Regions from separate parts of the Rattus norvegicus genome. Here region 1 is linked to region 2. The links are chromatin contacts, called in public Hi-C maps. All regions are on one chromosome and are shown on one strand. Each heading gives the region's core, a stretch centred on a gene start, on an enhancer-like site or on the middle of the called end of the contact. The rest is flanking DNA. Distances are from core to core; before and after follow the strand shown.

Region 1 (6,807 bases), core at 4,200-6,699, 310 kb after region 2:
AAATCATCTCACTGTGTGTGGAGGGTGTGAGTGCAAGCGCCTGTGTTTACAGGTCAGAGGACAATGCCAGGTCCTTCAGCCTTGTTTGGAGGCAGATCTCTTCACTGCTGAATAAATCAGGCTAGCTGGATGCCAGCTTCTGGGGATTTTCTTGTCTTTGTCTCCCAGTCACAGAGGAGCTGGGATTATAAAAGCATGCTACTGTACCAGGCCTTTCTTTCTACGAACCCCCAACTCCAGTCCTTATACTTGCAAAACAAATGCTTTCCTTGCCAAGCCCCTAAGCACTTACCATATGTATGCTACGCCAGGAGGCCTCATACACCCCTGTAATCACAGCACTTCAGGGTAGAGGCAGGAAGATCAGCAGCTCTAGGCCAACTTGAACTATTACAAGAGACCTTGTGTCAAAAAACAAAGGTGAGCATAGTGGAGCAGTATTCTAATGCCAGCACGTGGGAGGCAGACACAGGTGGATCTCTGGGAGTTTAAGGACTGCCTGGTCTATGTGGTGAGACTGCCTCAAACAAAAACAAGCCATCAAAGATAGGCTGGCCGATGGTTCAGTGGGTCTACAGCCCATGCCACATGAGCCTAGCAACCCGGGCATGATCCCCATGTGAAGGTGGAAGGGGACAGTGACTCCTCAGTTGTTCTCAGTTCCATAGGTGCATGTGCACACACTGTACATGCACTTATAAAGACAGGACTTAGAACGGCCAGTGGGTTTTGGTTTTCTGTTGTTTAAATCAGACCACAGGCTTAATTCCCTGACCTGGAACAGACATAGTTCTGGCTTGGAGGTGAAGCAGTGAGAGTTTGCTGGGTGCCCCTCTCTGCAGCAACTGCTCTCAGCTGTCCATGTCCACTGCTTGCTCTAGAAGCCCCTTCAGACCTGGGTTTACTCAGCTACATTTGCCGAGAGAAAAAGCAAGCACATTTCCTAGGCCACATTCATACAAAATACCCCGTTTGACACCTAAGCAATCTCATTTCATTCATTCTTTGATTATATACTTACGTGTGTGTGTGTGTGTGTGTGTGTGTGTGTGTGTGTGTGTGTGTGTGTGTGTGTGTGTGTGTATGCATGCGCTCAAGCTATGGTGCAAATGTGAAAGTCAGATGACAACCTGCAGGACTCTGGTTTCCCTTCCACTGTGCAGACCCTGGGCAGAGAGCTTGGGTTGTCAGGTCAACAGCGTTACCTGCTGTGCCTTCGTGCCTGCCCCACCTCGTCTATTCTCGCTTATCCTTACATTTCACACTCTGTGGATCCTTCACTGAAGAAAGTGGCTGGGTGATTTCTTTAATATACAGTTGAATTAAAAATAATTCACACAGTTATATATTCTTTACTAAATGCCTATAGCAAGACGCCTTAGTTAGGGTTTTATTGCTTTAAAGAAACACCATGATTGGGGGCTGGAGAGATGGCTCAGCGGTTAAGAGCGCCCGACTGCTCTTCCAGAGGTCATGAGTTCAATTCCCAGCAACCACATGGTGGCTCACAACCATCTGTAAGGAGATCTGATGCCCTCTTCTGGTGTATCTGAAGACAGCTACAGTGTACTTATATATAATAAATAAATAAATAAATAAATAAATAAATAAATAAATAATTAAAAAAAAAAAAAGAAACACCATGATCACAGCAACTCTTATAAAGGAAAATATTTAATTGGGACTGGATTACAGTTTCAAAGACTTAGTCCATTATCATGATGTTGGGAAACATGGCTGCAAGCAGGCATACATGTTGTTAAGAGGAGCTGAGTTCTACATCTTGATCCATCAGCTGCAGAAGGAGACTATGAGCCACACTGGGCGTGGCTTGAGCATAGGAGGGCGTCCTCAAAGCCCACCTCCACAGTGACACACTTCCTCCAACAAGGCCACACCTATCCTACAAGACCACACTTCCTAATAGTGCCATTCCCTGTGGGTCAAGCATTCAAACACATGAGTCTATGGGGCTATACTTATTAAAACCATCACAGGAGGTCTAGAATAGAAATGTAAAACAGAAATATAATTTAAAACTCTATAGTAGCCATTCTAAAGTTTTAATTATATACATCTAAAATATTATATCAACAATATCATTATAAAAATTGAGACTTTCTTATTCTCATTATTAATTCTTCAAACTTCAGTGTGTATTATACTTCCAGCAGCTCTTTTAGACTGACCTCTTCCCAACACTCCACAGCCACACATGGCTTAGAGACCACTACATCAGACAGCAGAGGCCTAAAACAAGGAAGCCCACAGCTCTCCTTAACAAGCTCCGAGGGACTTGACCCCCTTTTCTTGCCTCTGGGATAGCAGCCACCACATGGTGCACATACATACACGGAGAAAAACACTCACACACATAAAATAACACTAACATTTAATAATGTCTTTAAAATCAAAAATTTTAAAAATGAGTAAGACTAGAAGACAGATTTTACACATATGCACACATGCCAGACAGTCATGTGAAAAGACATTATCAGTATAAAATTTCAAGGCAATGCAAGCTAAAATGACAGGAAATACCATTGCACACTGAAATAAAAGACAAACCACACCAAATGTAGACAGGATATGGGCCAGTCAGAGCTCTCATGGACCAATGGCAAAATCAAATGGGATGACCACCCTAGAGAACAGTTTTCTGTTTGTTGTAATATTTAACACTTTTATCCTGACTTGCCATGCCCATTCCTAAGTATTTATCCAAAGGAAGTATAAATGTTTGGCTATGAAAGACTAGGAGACCGAGTATGGTGATGCACGCCTGGAACCCCAGGTAGAGGCAGGAAGATTAGTAGCTTAAGAGCAAGTCAAGGCCTGCCCTGCCAAGGCTACACAACACAACCTCCCATCACATCGCCACACTCCCCACCCCCATCCCAAAAATGATTTAAAAATAACCATGAGCTGGTGAGATGGCTCAATGGGTAAAGGCACTTTCCAGTAAGCCTGATGACCTGAGGGCCATCCCTGGAACCCACAACGTAGAAAAACAGAAACAAACCCCTAAAGTTCCCTTCTGGCTTCCACGAGTGTGTATACACACACTTATACACACACAGGAGAATTTAAAACATTATAAACAAAACCAAAAAACCTGTAAGCCAGCCCAGCAGTAGGCTGGATGGACACAGTCTGCTACATCTATACAATGGAGATGAACAGGAATGAACTACTAATACACACACCAAGGAAAATCTCAGAAACAGCAAGTCAAAGAAGCCAGGAACAAACAGCAAAATACCATACAATCTGTTCACATAAAATTCTGAAATAGGTGCAGAGGTGTGGGACAGAGTATGAAGAAACTTTCTGGAGAGATGGCATAAAACATCCTAGTTGGGGTTTGAAGCATACAATTGTCAAAACCCACTGAGCTGCACAGTGAGGGTCCCTGTGGTAACTAACCTACGTCCTGTCTTGAAAGCTACATGCTACAAGGCCAAAAGAGTAACAATCAACAGAGGCTGCTAAATCCACGACTAAGCTTCCATGCAGATGAGGAGTGTGGAGTGTGGAGAATTCGCACTCAAATGCTTTCCTTCTTTCTTTCATCGTACAGTGCCGTGGGCCCACCCAATCACCTCAATTTTACTACCTAGTTATTTATAAATGATATTAACGCACACTAACCACAACTAAGACCACATGCTTGTCTCTTAAATCTTATTTTCATGTGCCCTAGGCATGAAATAGCTTTGGCCACCAAGCCAGGCATCAAGCTAGGATGAACAAAGGCCTTGCCATCTGCTCTGCCCTGACTGACATAGGAACACCACCACCATGGTGTCTCTCTGCGAAATCTTATTTTCAATGTCCAAATTAAAAAAAGAAAGAAAGAAAAGAAAAAGAAAAAGGAAGGAAGAAAGAGGGAAGGAAGGGGAATGAAGTATGAGAGAGAAGCTATGAGAAGATACAGAAAACACTCACAGGGTTAGGGAAGAATCTAGTCAGTTGAATCTCAAGAGAACAGGACATGAAGCTATCTGGCATGCTTGAACCGAAAAGGAAAACAGAAGTGAAAAGTTTCCCTGGGCATAGTGACTGACACACACCTTTAATTCCAAGAGGCAGAGGCAGGTGAGTCTCTGTGAGTTAGGGACCAGCCTGAGCTACACAGCAAGCTTCAGGTCAGCCAGCGCTGCTTAGTGAAACTTATCTCAAAAAAGAAGACAAATAAAAAGAAGTGATGCCTCCACTTTTTCCTTTACACCAAGCTTCCCAGAAACATTCCCCAAAGCTACAACAGGTATTTATATTCCAGTGCCTTAGCAAAACACAGCATCAGACCCGACGGCACGGGGTTTTAGCTTACGCCCCTACAGCTACATCACCCAACGACTTTATCCACCAAGGCCTAAACACTGGGTAACGGGCACTATAGATCAAAAGCCCTTTAGCACACTTTAATCTGGAACCTGTGCTACGGGGAGAGAGCAACTTAAGGGCTTTCCTGTTGTCCACAAGGCAGCCCAAGTTAAGACAGGAAAGGCTGACAGAATGAATGCCATGTGTTTCCTGGCTAGAAAACAAGGCTACCAGGCACACGGCAGGGCTTCTGAGTATCCCAATAAGGATGTGCGTTCTGAAATGTTATCGTGGAAACAACACTTCCACACAGACAAGTTGACAAGAAAGAAGGGAAATAGCAGAAACTGCAAAATAGGCCTGTGGGGTGGGTAAAGAACTCCATACATATCTACACTTGAACTATGTGATTAAGCGGAGGTGCCATTCCAATCACATTTCTGGCATTGCAAACTGTTTCAGACTTAGCTACTTGCCGGACACAAGCTATGGAACCACAGCAACCTGCTGTCATGACCAACACTAGAATAGACATTCATAAAGGATAGCAAGTCTCCAGAGACAAACGTTTACTTGTTGCTTTCTTTGTAACGATGACGCTGAGGATCATGTATGTATGTAATGGGGGCGGGGGGAGAGAGAGGGGAAGGGAGAGGGGGAGGGAGGGGAGTAGGAGAGGGAGAGAAATTGCTTGGATCACTTCAAATTTCACCAAATGCAATCACAACTCTCAACTAGTTGTTCAGTATGCTGGCTAGCATTTATGTCAACTTGACACAAGCCAGAGACATCTGAGAGGAAGGAATGTCAATTGAAAAAATGCCTAAAATCAGGCTGTAGGTGAGACTGAAGGGCATTTTCGATTAATGATTGGTGGGAGAGGACCCACGCCATTGTGGGTGGTGCTATCTTGGGCAGTGGCTCTGGGTATATAAGAGAGCAGGCTGAGCAAGTAAGCAGCACCCCTCCGTGACCTATGGTCAGTTCCTGCCTCCAGGTTCCTGCCAGGAGCTCCTTTGGACTGCTTTCATGAAAGACAGTGGCATGGAAGTGTAGGCAAAATAAGCCTTTCCTCCCCGGGTGCTTTTGGTCAGGACATTACTCATCACACTAACAGAAACCTAAGACTCAGAAACATGAAAAGCCAACCGGCCGTCTGTGAAGGACGGCTAAGATAAACTAAACATCTGCCACACTGTGACCTAGAAACAGTAGACAGACTATCACTATTTTAAAGACTCACAAAAGAAAGGGAACCTCTACATTTCAAAGAGGAAGTGAAAAACCACAGTAGTGCACATGATCTGACAGAATGATTGAGGGCGGGGAGTGGGTTTTAATAACTTCCGGGCCTGGGTTTTGTAAACCAAATCAAAACAGAACTTGTCTGGTATTAGAGAGGCGAAACCTAAGGCCTGACGTCCAGAAGACGGACTGAGGAGTATGCTCATGTGATGCTGCAGGGAGCACAGGAGAGCGCTCACCTCTGCTCAGGGTCACGAGTGAGCAATGAACTGGGGATTCAAGACTAGAATCTTAACTTTAGCATGTACTCGCTGATCAGTGCATTTTAGCCAAAAAGTTCAGTGTACCTAGGATACAACCCACAGACTGTAAGAAGTTTAATGAGGAGGAAAGCCCAAGTGAGAATCCTTCAATCCCACTTAGAAGAGGGAACAATATAATCATAGGAGGCAGGAGGGAGGAACCTGGGTAGAAGAGGTAAGGGAGAGGAGAAAAGGGGACAGGATCCGGTATTTGGGGAGGGGGATAGGAAAGAAGAGCAGAGGGCCAGGAGGTAATATGCAGCTTCTGGGGTAAGCGGAGGGGACCATCTAGAAAACCCCAATGACCTGGTATGTGAGAGACTCCCAGGACTCAATGAGGGTAAACTTAGCCAAAATGCCCAACAATGGAGCGAGGGAACCTGAAGAGAACACCTCCAGTTGACAAGGCCCCAAGTACAGGGACAGAGTTACCAATCCATCATCAAAATTTCTGACCCAGAACTGTTCCTGTCTAAAAGAAATGCAGGGACAAAGCTGGAGAGCAGAGACTGAAGAAAAGGCCGTCCAGTGACTGGGCCAACTGGGATCCATCTCATTGTGGGGGAGGAGGGCAACAAAGCCTGACACTATTCCCGATGCTACGCTGTGCTTGCAGACAAGAGCCTAGCATGGCTGTCCTCTGAGAGGCCCTACAGATGTAGATACTTACAGCCAACCATTGGATGGAGGTTGAGGACACCTATGATTGAGTTAGAAGGATGTAAAGTGCTGAAGAGGATGGCAACCCTATGGGAGAAACAACAGTACAAACAAACCCAGACCCCTGGGCGCTCCCAGAGACTAACCCATCAACCAAAGGGTACACTCAGCCTGGTCCGAGGCCCCCAACACTTATGTAGCAGATGACTGCCTTGTTTGGCCTCAGTTGGAGAGGATGCATCTAATCATGTAGAGACTTCAAGCCCCGGGGAAG
Region 2 (7,134 bases), core at 3,638-6,137:
TAGCTTCCCAGATCTCACCGTGGAAGGACAGAGCTGACCCTAAACGTTGTCATCTGACACCACACGTGCTATGGCAGGTGCTAGAAATCCAACCTTGGTCCTCTAGACCTTTGTTTTCCTTACCAGCCGGTTGCTGTAGCACATGCTTGTAATCCCACTGCTAAGAAGGTGAAGACAGGCGGATTACAGACACAATTAGTAAGATACGAACAAGCCAACAAAAAGCCCCAAGCACGCTAGGCAAGCTACATCCCTAACCCTAAAACAACAAAACAGAGGACAACTTTCAGGAGTCTGTTCTCCACTTCTACCCTGTGGGCCCTGAGGATCAAACCCAGGTCATCGGCTTGGCAGCAAGTGCCTTGGCCTGTGTCTTAATTACTTTTCGATAGCTGCGACAAACACCACGATCCAGACAACTTATAAAAGCATTTAATTTGGAGCTTACAGTTCCAGAGGGCTCATGACCATCATGGCACATGGCAGCAGGCAGGCAGGCAAGCATGGTGCTGCAACAGTAGTTGAGAGCTTACATCTTAATCCACAAGCAGGAGGCAGAGAAAGTTAACTGGAAAGGGCCTGGGCTTTGAAACTTTAAGGCTGACTCCAGTGACACACCTCCTCCAGCAAGGCCACACCTCCTAATCCTTCCCAAACAGCTCCACCAGCTCGGGACTAAGCATTCAAACACATGAATCTATGAGAGCCATTCTCATTCAAACCACCAGACTGCTGGGATTATTTTCTAGAATATAAACTATGAAATGAATATGGAGCATTTCGAGAAGTTTATTGTTCTAGACATCTTCTTCAGAGAGGCAACATAAAGTATTTTCTTTTTCTTTCCATGCAGTAGAAAGCTAATAAAATAGGTTTCTGCCTCTTGCCAATCAACATCAGACTAAACAGGCAAATTCACACTATAGATATACCCTTTCAACTAAATAGAAAAATCTTAAGGAAAAACAGAAACTCCCACAAGGCAGTTAAATTACCCAGTTTACTTTGTTCTCCTGCTATGCCAACTGCTGTTTAGGCTTGATTATTTGCTCCTACTTTATAGCACTGCAATATAGGTGTGAGCGCCCTCTCTGCAGGTCTCTTCAGTTACATCTCTATAAAGAAATAGGGGTGAGGCAGCCTGGGTTTCTGTGAGAATTAAAAGATTTATAGATTAGCATCTTCCAAATTAGCAGGCTTGGACACGTGATACTGGTTCTGCTACGTCCTGATCCCTAGTGAAAGCAATTAACAAGAAGGGCAACCGCAATCTGTCTTCTCCCCTAGGAGTCTGGGGAAAGCAGACCTCACACTGACAGTGCTGACAGCACCAAGTGTCTCAAGATCCCTTAATCCAAAGAGTTCTGGTCAAATCCTCCATGGGGACTACTTATCAGAGGGTGCCACAGAGCAGACTGGCCCTCATGGCAGAAGACATGATGGAGGTTTAGAAGATGCCTGCTACCCACTTACTCTAATCTAGCTTTCCCCAAGTGTAGACTAACTGGATATTGACACTGTGCCTGGTATAGTGTGCACTAGCAGACCACAGCAAATCCTTATTTTTAAAAGGGGCTGGGGCTGGGGGAATGGCTCAACAGTTAAAACACGACCTTGTAATCATGAGAACCAAAGTTCAACTCTTCAGAAACCCACATAAATACGGGGTGGGCAGAGTAGCCTGCCTGTACATCTAGCCTTGAAAAGCTAAGAAACTGGATCCCTCAGAGCAAGCTGGCCACCAAGACTAATCACACTGGCAAGCTCTGGGCTTCGCTGAGGTGAACAAGGTGGAAAAGCAACCGGGCCGATTCCTGACATCAGCCTTGGGCCTCTACCTGCACATGCACCCACACACGTTGTGTGGTTTGAATAGGAATAGTCCCATAGACCCTCATGTTTCAATGCTTGGCCCATAAAGGGAGTGGCACTACTAGGAGATGTGGGGACAGGCTTTGAAGTCTCAGAGGCTCACCACCTGCCTAGTGGTCCACATTTTTTTCCTGTTGCTAGCTGATCTGAATGTAGAACTCTTCATTCCTTCTCTAGCACCACGTCTGCCTTCATTTCCCACCATGATGGTAATGGACTAAACCTCTGAACAGCAAGTCAATTAGAATTTCTCAACTAAATATTTTTCTTTGTAAGAGTTGTCATGGTCATGGTCTCTTCATGGCAACAGAAACCCTGAGACACATGTGTATACACATGCAAAACATACATACACATGTACTTGCCACCACACACATAAAAACACAAAAACTGAAATAAATAAATCCTTATTGAATAAATAAATAAATAGGTGAATAAAAGTCTGACCCAGAGAAAGTATTTAAGGATGGAGGGATGGCGCAGCCATTAAAGGCTAGATTACAACCAAACATATAAGAAAGTACTCAATAAATATTTGTTGAGGAAATGAAAAAACTTGAGAAGAAATGTCCTAGGTATCAGGAAAGGAAGACATGATATTTATTATGAACCTATGTGTGACACATTATAAGCTATTAAGAGATGAAGTAGCATTATGGGCTCTGGGGCCAGAGACTGTACAAATCCCCGTGGCCACCAGCCACATACAGTAGGCCCTAGACAAGTCTCTCAAGATCAGCCAATGAGGGATCAGCCTCCTCTTTTGGTAGAAAAGAATAATAGCTACTTAGCCTGCAGGGCTCTTTCATCAAGTAGAAAAAGAAAACACAGATACACTGCCTAGCATGAAGCCTGGCACATGGAAGACTCAATACAGAAAAATGATAAAAATATAGCTCAGCTCAGTCAGTGTAGCATGCATGGAGCCTAAGGCACTGCTCAAAACTGTGTGTGGTGGTGCACACCTATGACCTCAGTGCTCAGGAGGAACAGGCAAGAGGACCAAAAGTTCAAGGTCTCCTTAGCTACACGCCAGGCTCAAAGTTAACCTTGGGTACATGGAATCCTGTCTCAAAAGAGTCCTAGTGGGGTTGGGGATTTAGTCCAAGGGGTAGAGCGCTTGCCTAGCAAGCACAAGGCCCTGGGTTCAGTCCCCAGCTCCGGAAAAAAAGAAAAAAAAAAAAAAAAGAGTCCTAGTGCATGCCTCTAACCCCTAGTCTCGGAAGACAGAGGCAGGAGGATCTCTCTGAGTCTGAGGCCTGCCTGGTCTGCATAATGACTTCCAAGAGAGCCAGAGCTACATATGAGACCCTGTCTCAAAAAAGAAAGTGTGGGGTGCGAAGGGATTACTGGCTGGAGAGACGGCCCTCTTCCAGAGCACACAGGCTAGATTTCCAGCATCCACATGGAGGCTAACCACTGTTTGTATCTCTAGATCCAGGAGATTCTGGCCTCAGCAGTCACTAGACATGCAAATGATTTCCATATAAACAGCCAAAACAACCATACACCTAAAATTTTAAATGGATACCTTCAAGACGACCCACAGTGTAAAGTTGCAAGATAATGGCTGTTGACCTAAGCTTAGGTCCCACAGTAGAAGAGTATAGACTCCCCAGTGTTGTCCTCTGATCCCTACGCACCCACACACATCACTCACTATAATGTTTTATTTTAACTTAAAGAAAGGAAAAAATAATTAAACTATTCAGTCAATACAAACTTCTTTTAATTTTTAGTTTTTTTATTTAGTGTGTGTGTGTGTGTGTGTGTGTGTGTGTGTGTGTGAGTGTGTGACCTCCATACAGTATGTGTGGAGGTCAAAGAACAACTTGTGGAAGCTGGCTCTGTCCTTCTGCCACATGGGTCCTGGGGTGGGACTAAAGCTGACAGGCCAATCGGCCAATAACTGAAACGCTTCAAGAGCTCAATGCTAACATTTTAAAAAAGATATCATTTTCATTTTTTTATTGTTCATTTATTTACTGTGCGTACATGTGCCACAGCCTGTGGACGGAGGAAAGAGGATGATGTATGGGAGCTATTCTTCCTGGCTTGCGGGTTCTGGAGATTGAACTCAGGTTGGCAGCCTAGGCAGCAGTGACCTTGCCAGTCACCTTGTGGGCCCCCAATGTTAACAATTTTTGAAGCTTGCCGTGCGACACACGTCTTAATCATGTGACCTCACGCCAGACCTGTAAGTATAATAATCTCCCTTCTACAGGTAAGAAAACTGATGTGTAAAGCGTGACGTCAGGGATGGGCCACAGGGGTGTCCAATCCAAGCAATACATGTATTTTGTCTCCTTTAGCAATCACTTAGTAGGTTGGAACAGATGCTCTGCAAAACAGTATTTCGCAAATTCAACCCACAAATGGTAGGCGAGATTGGTTCAAGTAACTGAGGTTCAGAGAAGTTCTGCAACTTTCCTGAAGTCACCAAGAGCAGTCGACTACCTCAGGGAGTGGACACCTCCCCCAGCTCATTACCTTGTACAAGGGAAGAATCCCTTCAGCATTTACTATCGGTATTTCGGTGTTCCAAGACCATGAGCACTTGTGAAACCCTAAAGGCCATACATGCCTGCCCTAACTGTCCTGATTAGTAATCAAAGCTTCCCTAGGCTATCCTGGCTCTGACAGCTCCGGGTGAGCACCATGTCCATCTCCCCACCTTGAGCAAAGGGATGGATGAAAAGGCGGGGTGGGGGGTCTTGGGGGTGTAAACCACGGAAAGCGCATGCTCAGACGGCTCCATTTACGCACAGCTCACCTGAGAGTCCCGAAACTCCACCACCACGTTCTCGCTGCTCCAGCGCGCTGCCATCTCACAAGCCCGACCGTGGGGTGCCAGTCGGCGACCCTCCACCCCGACCCCAAGACCCGAGACTCCCTAGGTTAGTAAGCCCCACACAGCCAGCTAATAAATCCGGCCACGCCTCGTTCCCTGCCTTTCACTTGACCGCAACGCATTGGCTACTCCGATGATAGATCCCGCCTCTTCTGTTTTCTCCCCCAACCAGGGACCAGACCTGCCTCCAAAAACAGGAACGCCCCTTCATTTCGTCATCAGTACGAGTCACCCGGGCACCCCACTGCTGACACGCCCCCTGCCGTGAGCTCTGCCGGGAATTGTAGTCAAATGTCAGGTCAGCGTCAGTTACCCAGTAAGAGCCTGAGTTTAGAGAGCAGACGCCGCCGGCGGTCCTGTCTTGCTGGTAGTTGGATGGTATCCCCCGTATTCTACTACATACAGCGTATAAACAGGACCGACATCCGTACCAAAGTAAAATAACTTCTTCTGATACCTCTCATCAAGGCTTTGAAAAATTTGAGTTCACAATTCATTGTTTCATGTTGTACAGCCATGCCTCTTACATATCGAAGCTCCGAGGTTCTCCGCAACACTTGGGGAGAGGGGACGGGGGGGGGGGGGGGCAAGTCCCTAAAGGTAAAACAATTTCATAATCATATTAACACGTTACTTTCATTTTCTCTCACCAGTGTGCTGTACAGTTCTCCCGAGGCTGTGTGGTACATAGGGAATGTACTCAGAGAGGTTGTTTAGACTGAATATTAAACGACTTGCCACTCTTTTTGATAACATCGTTTGGTTTTGGAAACTTATTTTTTTCACTGAAGATGTTAATGATACTTACCATTTAACCATATTTTTTTTTATTCATGGCTTTAATTTCTAATACTGTCAATACCTTTATCCACACAAACAGTTTTTGGAGTCTTAGATAATTTTTGAGGATGAAATAAAAAATATCAGGAAGGTTCAGCATAGTAGGTAACAGTTGGCTTCGCTTCAATCCTATCTTTTGAAATCCCGGGTTACCTGGTTTAGCATCACATTCTCTCCTGAAGTAGAAATGTACTGTCTTATTTAGCTGTTGTAAGGCCCGGCACGTTGTAAAGGCTCAAGTATAAACTATTATTGGTATTCCTCTCTGCAAATCGTTGCATGAGCGGAGAGAAGGTATTGGCTCCTTTGCCCCTGAGATGCTTGTTAGAAAGGTCAGACAAACTTGTCTGTAGGATAGGGTGACTGTCATCTCACTGTCACCTGCCTGGAACAGTCCAGGTTTTACCACTATAACCAGCAAAAAAAAAAAAAAAAAAAAAAAAATCTTGCATCCCAGAAAACACCTCGGTACCAAAAAATGGAACAGGACAGCCTGGGCTACACAGAGAAACCATGTCTTGAAAATGAAACAAAACAAACAAAAACTATTGCAGGCTTAGAGGGAGATGGCTTACTGGATAAGAACATTTGCTTTGAAATCACGGGGAGCAGACTCTCAATGTAAAGAGTGAGTGTGTCCCAGTTGGATTCTTTCTGGATTCATTAATTCAATAATTATTTATTATTTCCAAGCTTCAGACGGGTCCCTGGACTGTTTTGTTGAAATCTGCTTGTTACTGCATATACAGGCTGCTCCATGCATGTTTGCCCTGGGTGAATGAGAGCAGCAGATGGTCCCGCAGACCTTTGTAAGTCAGAGGGGTACTCTGTGCAACCGAAAGTAGTAACCTCCAGACGATTCAAGTACTTTTATGTGACTCTGTTTTAAAAGATTTGTTTTGGCTATTTAATTTTTAAGTGTGTGTGTGTGTGTGTGTGTGTGTGTGTGTGTGTGCGCGCGTGTGTGTAGGAAGGAGGGTATGGGTGGGGGTGGGGGTGGGGATGAGGATGTGCAAATGAGTGCAGTTACCCAAGAAGGCCAAAAGAGGACATCAGATACCCAAGGACTGGAGTTACAGGTACTGGTGATCTGCTTGGTATGAATGCTGGGAATTGAACTCAGGTCCTCTGCAAGAGCAGTATTTGATGAGCCATCTCTCCATCCCTGGGTAATCCTGTACATCTAGGAACATAGAATCATCAGTCATTTTCCTGAATGCTTTCTCTCCTATCCTCCTATCGGTTTTTTCTCACAAATTGAAACTCTTTAAAAAGAACAGTAACAGCCAAGTAGTAGTAGTGCAGCCTTTAATCCTAGGGAGACAGAGGTAGGCAGATCTCTGAGTTTGAGGCCAGCCTGGGCTACAAAGTGAAGTTCTAGGACAGCCTGGGCTATACCAAGAAGCCATGCCTTGAAAAACAAAACAAACGAGCAAAACTATTACAGTCCTAGAGGGAGATGGCTTACTGAATAAGAACATTTGCTTTGAAATCACAAAGAGGGGGCTGGAGAGATGGCTCAGCAGTTAAGAGCACCCGACTGCTCTTCCAGAGGTCCTGAGTTCAATTCC

The links. Hi-C and Micro-C count contacts between places; a contact is called where the count stands out from the background.
Region 1: a contact with region 2 is called in a Hi-C map of mammary epithelial cells, with 2.8 times the contacts expected there. The contact joins the enhancer-like site here to the promoter of Wdr59 in region 2. A contact is called at or near these places in 3 of 12 Hi-C or Micro-C datasets (the Rat2 cell line, frontal cortex and mammary epithelial cells).

The regions. Positions count from the first base shown.
Region 1 is chr19:56,695,157-56,701,963 of GRCr8, forward strand. The region is part of intron 5 of Cfdp1 (craniofacial development protein 1); the gene reads right to left. Among named protein-coding and RNA genes, the nearest start is that of Cfdp1, 35 kb to the right of the region's middle. Within about 2 kb of position 5,450, at least 8 of the 93 cell types and tissues checked have an H3K27ac peak or open chromatin away from gene starts, as enhancers often do.
Region 2 is chr19:56,388,248-56,395,381 of GRCr8, forward strand. Wdr59 (WD repeat domain 59) reads right to left here and starts at 4,888. Exons shown (of 27, transcript XM_063278659.1): 1 at 4,646-4,888. The coding sequence starts at 4,699. It overlaps LOC120098630 (a long non-coding RNA gene), which reads left to right and starts at 4,639. Exons shown (of 2, transcript XR_005497030.1): 1 at 4,639-4,769; 2 at 4,896-5,186.